Linked DNA regions of Anas platyrhynchos: region 1 is linked to region 2. A link is a contact called in public Hi-C data. All regions are on one chromosome and are shown on one strand. Each heading gives the region's core, a stretch centred on a gene start, on an enhancer-like site or on the middle of the called end of the contact. The rest is flanking DNA. Distances are from core to core; before and after follow the strand shown. Region 1 has its middle 16 kb from the start of GREM2. Region 2 holds the start of FMN2 (formin 2).

Region 1 (3,640 bases), core at 776-3,275, 240 kb before region 2:
GCATCTGGGCAGGGATAATTACTTGGTAATTATCACCAACTGATCTTCATCACTACCAGAAATATGTGGAAGAACACTTGGCAGCTCCTTTTCAGTGAGAAATATTAAATATTTTTAAGGGTAAGTTTTGCAGCTGAAATGAGCTAGCAGTGTTCGGCTGAGGTCAATGGAAAGACTTCCAGTTGTTCCAAGTGAGTATCTGGCCCCAATTGCTTTCCTTGCTTGAAGATTGTTCTCTCTGCTTTACTGTACTCATTTCAGATCAAAAGGCAGTGGAAAATTTCTTGATTCCCTAACACAATTTTTGTTCAGAAATGTCTCTGGATAAGTTTTTGTGTGATGCCTTTCAAAGATGGATGATGACAGAAGTCACAGGCAGAAGGAGGAGATCTGAAGGTGGCTTTAAACCACCATTGCATTTATTTCTGTTACTGGGTACTTGTAAATTCCGAGAGCTTATGGAGAGCATTGTTATACCTCTGCTTCCTATCCATATAAAACAACAGTCAGTCTTCATCTGCCTTTGTGACAGAAAGCACAGACACAAATTGTTCCTAAAGTGCATGTTGCAGCCTCACATGGCATCACCATGGCATTCCTGCTCAAAATGTTTATATTGGGCAGTAGTATTCACAGCTGATCGTATTAGGTAAGCTAGTCTTTCTACATAAAATTTTATTAAAAAATTAATGAATTATAACATTTATGAATGCTTATATATGAAAGATGCCTCCCCCCTACCCCAAACTGGTTTCTGTCCTACACTTTAGAAATAAACATATTAAGACTGCGGGCATACTAGCTACTGTAATTGATTAACTGGAATTATTTTCCATTCCTTGTTACTGCTGAGGAGACCATGGCTGCCCTCCATCTGTGTAGAGGTCTTCATAAGAAAATGGGGAGCAGTAGAGAAACAGCATGGATTCTCCAAAGAATGCATTAGTTTATTTATTTATTTCAAATGTCTTTCATGTCTTAGCTTTGTGCATCTTTTCCAAGAAGCAAATGCTTCACAGATGGAAAGAAGCAATTTTCAGTTGTAAAAATTCTAAACAGTTCAGGTGAAATGAAAAACAGAATGTCCTGGATACAAGCCAACTTTTTTTTCTAGCCTCACTTTGACTGTGAAAATATTCAACCACCTCCAGAATTTATGGCATGAGAAATGCCCTGCCCAGGTTCTAATGCATGTCTGAGGTATCACTGCCAGGTAGATGAGAAAGGAAGGCTCCTATTTCCACAGACACTACACATCTGCTCTGATTTTCTGCAGGGTAGATCTACAGTGACGCTACAGAAAAAAACTGAGTCTCACATAAACCAAGCTTGTATTGGTATAGCTCCTTTTCTGGAGGGATGTCTGCTATGTTGTTATCAGGCAAAGACACTAATTTGTCCACTGCTACTCTGCTTTCTATCAATTTGTATGGCTAGGTAGTGAAATTAGGAAAAAAAATCATAGGTGATTTGTAAGAAAGAGAAATGAGCTTATTTTTATATGCCTCCTGCTGATAAAATCTTTTAGGATTTACTGCAGATGAAATTAGCAGGAGCATTCATAATTACCCTGAGAACTTTAGGATACCACACGCTGTCTATGAGGCACTTAAATCTCCCTCCCACACACACACCCCTGCAGGGAGCTTAACTCATCATTCAGGACATCCACATTGGAGCCAGACACCCATAGGCAGACACCTACACATCTATGACCTGCTGCATGTGGAGCGAAGCCCAGCAGCAGCCAAAACATTTCCTTGCACTGTAGGTAGAGGGAAAAAAAATAAAATAAAAATAAAAATAAAAAAATAGGGGACCCGAGATATTTCTGGATAATAGGGAGTTTTGGCTCACTGGGCTCTAAATAGACACTCAGGATCATAGACTGAGTGTAGTATGGAAGAAGGCCCATAATTATTAGCTGCTGTGGTGTTGCCAGGAATGCAGCTCTGGAACACATGAATGAATATACAATACTCAGTCCTTTGCTCACTTTGGATGTTGCAATGGTATTACAATGTGTATTTGACAGGCATGTCGTGCAGGACTCTAAAGGAAGAGAGAAAAGCATTCATAGAGGGTGCCGAGTCAGGATCTAAATGCATAATCCAAAGTTATTTCCTATAAAGTCTAGCACATTCTCTGAAAAATGTTGAGTCGTGCCGGAAATGTCTGGTTACTTGTGTAAGAGTTTGCAAGATATACAAACTCATCAGGCTCTGACTCCTAAGTCTTATGACAATAATGCATTTTCTTCCAGACTTATTCAATTGCATATCTGATACACATAATGCTCAGCCAAAATGACTTGTTAGTGATTTATTTTGAATATCCAGCCTTTACCATATGACATCACCTCCTTAACTTGATGAAAAAAAGGTTTAGACTGAATTCTTCCCATTAAAAATAATGGGGCAGTGGTTTCTTGATGCCAATATTTACTGATATCAAAGCAAAATATTGTCTTGGTTATTTGTCTTAATTTAGCCCAAACAGTACACAAAGCACAGTGTACAAAAACAATGTGTTCTTTCTTCTAAACCAGATCATCACTTACTAATTACTATACGATTTAAGTGAAAACAGAGACATGATTCAGTGATGCTTTATAGAAATTATCTCAATATATTCAGAGTTTTTTGTTATCCTGATTGATAGAGAGGTCATATAAGATACATTCCTACAGTGGCTTTCATCCAAAATCTCAGAAAGATTAATTTTAATTATCTGTTATAAAAAATACAGCAGAATGAGACACAGATTCTTTGCTAAGATATCTAGCAAACAGCTACATTATTATGTAAATGTATATGTATAATAATATACATTGTGTGTGTGCACACACAAATACACACACATAAACAATTTTCAACGTTTAATTAAAACTTACAGATCCCACTGGTGTTTGCACAGACCATGTAATACATCTAAATCCAACACAAAGCCCAAACCTTAATCACAGAAAATTAATGTCAGAACTGATATGCCCAAAATGGATCCTTTGCTTCTGAATGCCAATTTGGACACAGAGAGAGATGTGACTCATTTTCTATCTCATTTGAAAACTCACATGGAAACTCCAGGGTCACATGCTCAGGTAAATTATCAGAGAAAAATTAATTGAGAGTACTGCATGAATACCTAGAAGAACTAGTCTGTTTTCAGCATACAAAACAAGATTTGTTCCAAAATTTTTGACTAGGACTCCAGGACGCAAGTGACTATGGATGAATCTGTCTCTACACCATTCACTTTCTATTCCCCAAGAAATCTTCAGCAGAAGCTAAGAATGCCTCTCCCTCAAATCCTGCTGACATAACACCCCTTGTTTACATGCATCCCGTGGACCTTTGCTTCCATCCACATAAGGCGCTGTCTCCTCCTGCCTTCTTTCTGACACTTCCTGTATGGGGCTTCATTACCAAGGGCGCTGTGGTCTAATGGGAAACACATTGGCAGCAGCGAACACATCAAAGCCAATTCATTGACTTCTTTTGCGCTTCACTAACTGCAAACATGCCCGAACAATGCCAAGCACATCAAACATGGGCTTTTAGCTATACTGCATGCTTTGCAACTTCTGAGCAGAAGCAGGAAAGAGAATTTTGGTCTGATTACCACTAGATGGAGCAAAGCC
Region 2 (3,436 bases), core at 94-2,593:
AACGCCAAAAAAATACATCCATTCAAGCAGGTAGCCTGGGTTGTATGAATATAAGTCAAGTATGGCTACATGGTCAGCCTGATGCCCCTGCCCTGTACTTCATTAAGAACACAGATGTGCTAATAAAGCAGCAAACCTCCTGTGACTGCAGTGGAGGTACAGCATAGCTACTTTTCCGTGCTGTTCTTCTCTCCTACATAAGCACACACAGCAAGCAAGGTAGGGAAGAAAAGAGAGAGTGCAAAGGACTGCAGTTGTCATATTCTGTAGCCACTGCTTTGACAGATTTGACAGATTTCCCCATAGCATTAGGGCTCTGTGGAGAGAGAGACAGCTAAGCAGCCACGTTTGTTTCCACATAGCCCATAGCATGCAAACAGCATTGGGTGACTTCGCTGAACAAGGGAAGGTAGCTGGAGGTTAGGGCGGGGGAGCTACTGTTCCTAGCACTGCTTCTTCAGTAAAGGAGCATCTTAACACCATATGCACCCTAACTACCTGGCACAGGCTCTCCAGGGTTTAGTTTAGAAAAAGATTTATTCCTAAATGACAGATGAAGCTTAGATTACCCATATGAGCCTGTAAGCATGATCAACTTTTTTACAACAAAAAAAGCTTTTCTGCTCTGGACTAGGAGCTTCATGAGCTCCTACTCAGTTACATATTTGCTGCTGTTTTTAGACCTTTCAATTTTTCTGAAAGTATGTGCATATGTCAATGTGTTATGTATGAAATATATTTAACTACACTAACACTCTTGGAGGTAAAACGCATACGTATGTCTGCAGCTGCTCCTAGTCCAGCCATATCTGACTGGTACATTTTCAGTCTTTGATGCCACCCTTAGAAGACACCAAATCAGTCTAATTCACATGTGCACAGAGTTCAATTCCTCTCTTTCATTCTTCATTGCTATAAATGCCCTTTGCTCTTACACACAGCTGGTTACCGCATGGCATTCCTTCTCCTTTGAGAGTGAAAAACCTCTTTAGAACATAAGTCCATTCAGAACTACTCCCTGGGGTGGCTACAAGCTAAAACCCCCAATTCTGCCTTCTTTCCTATGAGACAATTCCAATATAATCCCAGAAGAGTTTCGGATACTGCCAGTAGTGTGTGAGCCAGATAGCCTTGTGTCCAGCCAGAACTCTGATTTAGCAGCTCATCATGTTTTTTTCTGTTAGACCATTTCTAAAATGTACCTCTAGTGAAAATAATAATAAAAGGTCATAATGCAACCTTACCTTATTTCCTGCCAAAAGGTATTCTGATGTGGATTCAGTGACTTCTACTTGTGTTCAGTAGTAACTTTTCCAAACAGACTACACTTATATGAGAGTCAGTGTCTGGCTTTTTTGCTCTGGGCACCATTTCCAGTCACATGAACTGGGAACAGCTTGATTCAGATGTTAACAGCCACTGACATTTGCAGGAATGTTATTAAAAAAAAAAAAAATCAAGCCTTGAGAAATTTCAGTGCTTAAAAAGCTTATCACAAAAGTTACTGAAAATATGGTATGCATGTTATCTGTGAGAACAGTAGCATAATGCAAGTGTTGATGGTAACATGATACATAGCTGTATAGTACATTAAGGAGCAAACCAAATACAGTTCTGTCCTGACTTTCATGTTTTTGCAAGTTCACTGAAGTAGGACTTGTGTGCAAATCATAGAGGAATCTGACTTTTTGATGTTAAATGGATGTTAGAATTTGACAAATTAAATTGGTTGAATTCTAACCCTGGATTACCCTGGATTATTGTCTTAGATTTTGAAGGAGGTCTCCATCAGGTAAAAGACAACATTTGTGGCTTACATTTCACAGGTAATAGAGACACAGAGTTTAGCTCTCTCTCTTCCCCTCCCCCCCCACCAATTTCTCATATCGTTCTCAGACATCTCCTTTTCAGAAGGTGACCTCAAGCAGAATAGCTATGCCCTCGAATCATTGTATTACAGGATAAGAAGTAATGGGCTCCAAGCATCTGACAGATTCTAAGACTTCTCTAGACTGAAGTCACATGGGTTATTTTAACCCTTCCTCCCACCTGACTTGATTTCTTTCTACATGCTTGTAAAATGAACAACAAACACACAAGACCTTGTGAAGCCTACCAATAGTGTTCAGATTTGTCTAAATCACCTACCTCTTGAGACCAGTGAGAGGAAAAGAAATAACTCAAATGCAGTTACACTTAGGTGAATTAGAGCAATACAGGAACAATATATTTTTATAACCTTTGCACTATTCTAGGAGACGCATATTGTAGTTTTTTGTTTGTTTTTCTCCCAAGGGGAAGCAGACAATAAAAGGAAGCCATAGTTCTTTACTCTTTCCTCATTAGCATGATTCCTACAGCATTTGCACCTTCAGCTGAAGAGATGACCAAATGATAGCAAGCCAAGTTTGCGTGCAATACACTGGAAATGACAAAAATTGATAGGTGTGCATGGTGCAAAGCAGTCATTCTAACACAGCTAGTAAACATCTGCTGTCTAATGCATGCTTTGCAAGTGAAGTCTGTTTACATTTTGTGAATGTCAGGCATCCAAATTTGGGGCAGATTGCACCTATCATATTTGCACATTAAATCCATTCAACATTTGTCAGAAATAGATTGGTTTTGTATGTGTGGACAGTCACAGGAAAGAAGCAAAGCCATTTACTAAGGGATACTCCTAGCTGAATTTTGTTGTTGTCATTCAGAAACTAATAACAATCTAATTTAGTGACCAAATTCCTCAAAAGGTGAATCTATGTCATTTCGCTTTTTATTTGTTTCAGACACAATAACATTAAGAGTGAATGAACATGAGCTACAAAGCTACAGTGCTCATGTTTTGCACAGGTGCAAGGATATGCAGAAGAGTTTCAGTAAGAGCTCCTGTCCACATGGCATAGCATCCACACTGGTAGGTCTGTCTGATGCTTCAGAGAGTTGTAATTTCATGATTTCCTCAGAACATTCTCCTGAAAGATGTGTAATGTTTGGGCAAAATTAAACCCACCATAAGTCTGTATACACATCCCAAAACCTACATAGAATGAGGAAGTGAGCTTCATGTGGTTTGAAAGTATGAGAAGATACTACTGTTTTGTTGTCATATTTTTCAGTCTAGAATACAGTTAAACAATGTAGAGTTCCTCTAAATATATATAATACATAGAATAAAATGTATAAAATAATTTCAGGCAACAGCTGTGAAATTCCTTAAATCCATAAGGAAGAATTCCAGCAGCCTTCAAACTCAGCCATAGGAATATCCTAGTCATCTTTCATGAGATTTCTTCTCCAAACTACTCTTAAAGGAACACACATAAGGTAGCTCATCATTTTATCCTCCACTATGTTGACTTCATCATCTTTAAGCTACTGAATTAGACAGTAGCTAATTCAGGAGCATTATAACCCTCTAAAAACTCCACAGTCCAGA

What was found. Hi-C and Micro-C count contacts between places; a contact is called where the count stands out from the background.
Region 1: a contact with region 2 is called in a Hi-C map of liver, with 5 times the contacts expected there. The contact joins the enhancer-like site here to the promoter of FMN2 in region 2. A contact is called at or near these places in 5 of 8 Hi-C or Micro-C datasets (F1 follicle, F5 follicle, liver and 2 more).

The regions. Positions count from the first base shown.
Region 1 is chr3:29,273,771-29,277,410 of IASCAAS_PekinDuck_T2T, reverse strand. No RefSeq gene overlaps it. Among named protein-coding and RNA genes, the nearest start is that of GREM2, 16 kb to the right of the region's middle. Within about 2 kb of position 2,025, at least 2 of the 8 cell types and tissues checked have an H3K27ac peak or open chromatin away from gene starts, as enhancers often do.
Region 2 is chr3:29,033,023-29,036,458 of IASCAAS_PekinDuck_T2T, reverse strand. FMN2 (formin 2) reads right to left here and starts at 1,343. Exons shown (of 20, transcript XM_072035606.1): 1 at 1,245-1,343. It overlaps LOC110353457 (a long non-coding RNA gene), which reads right to left. Exons shown (of 3, transcript XR_002403948.4): 3 at 2,759-2,972.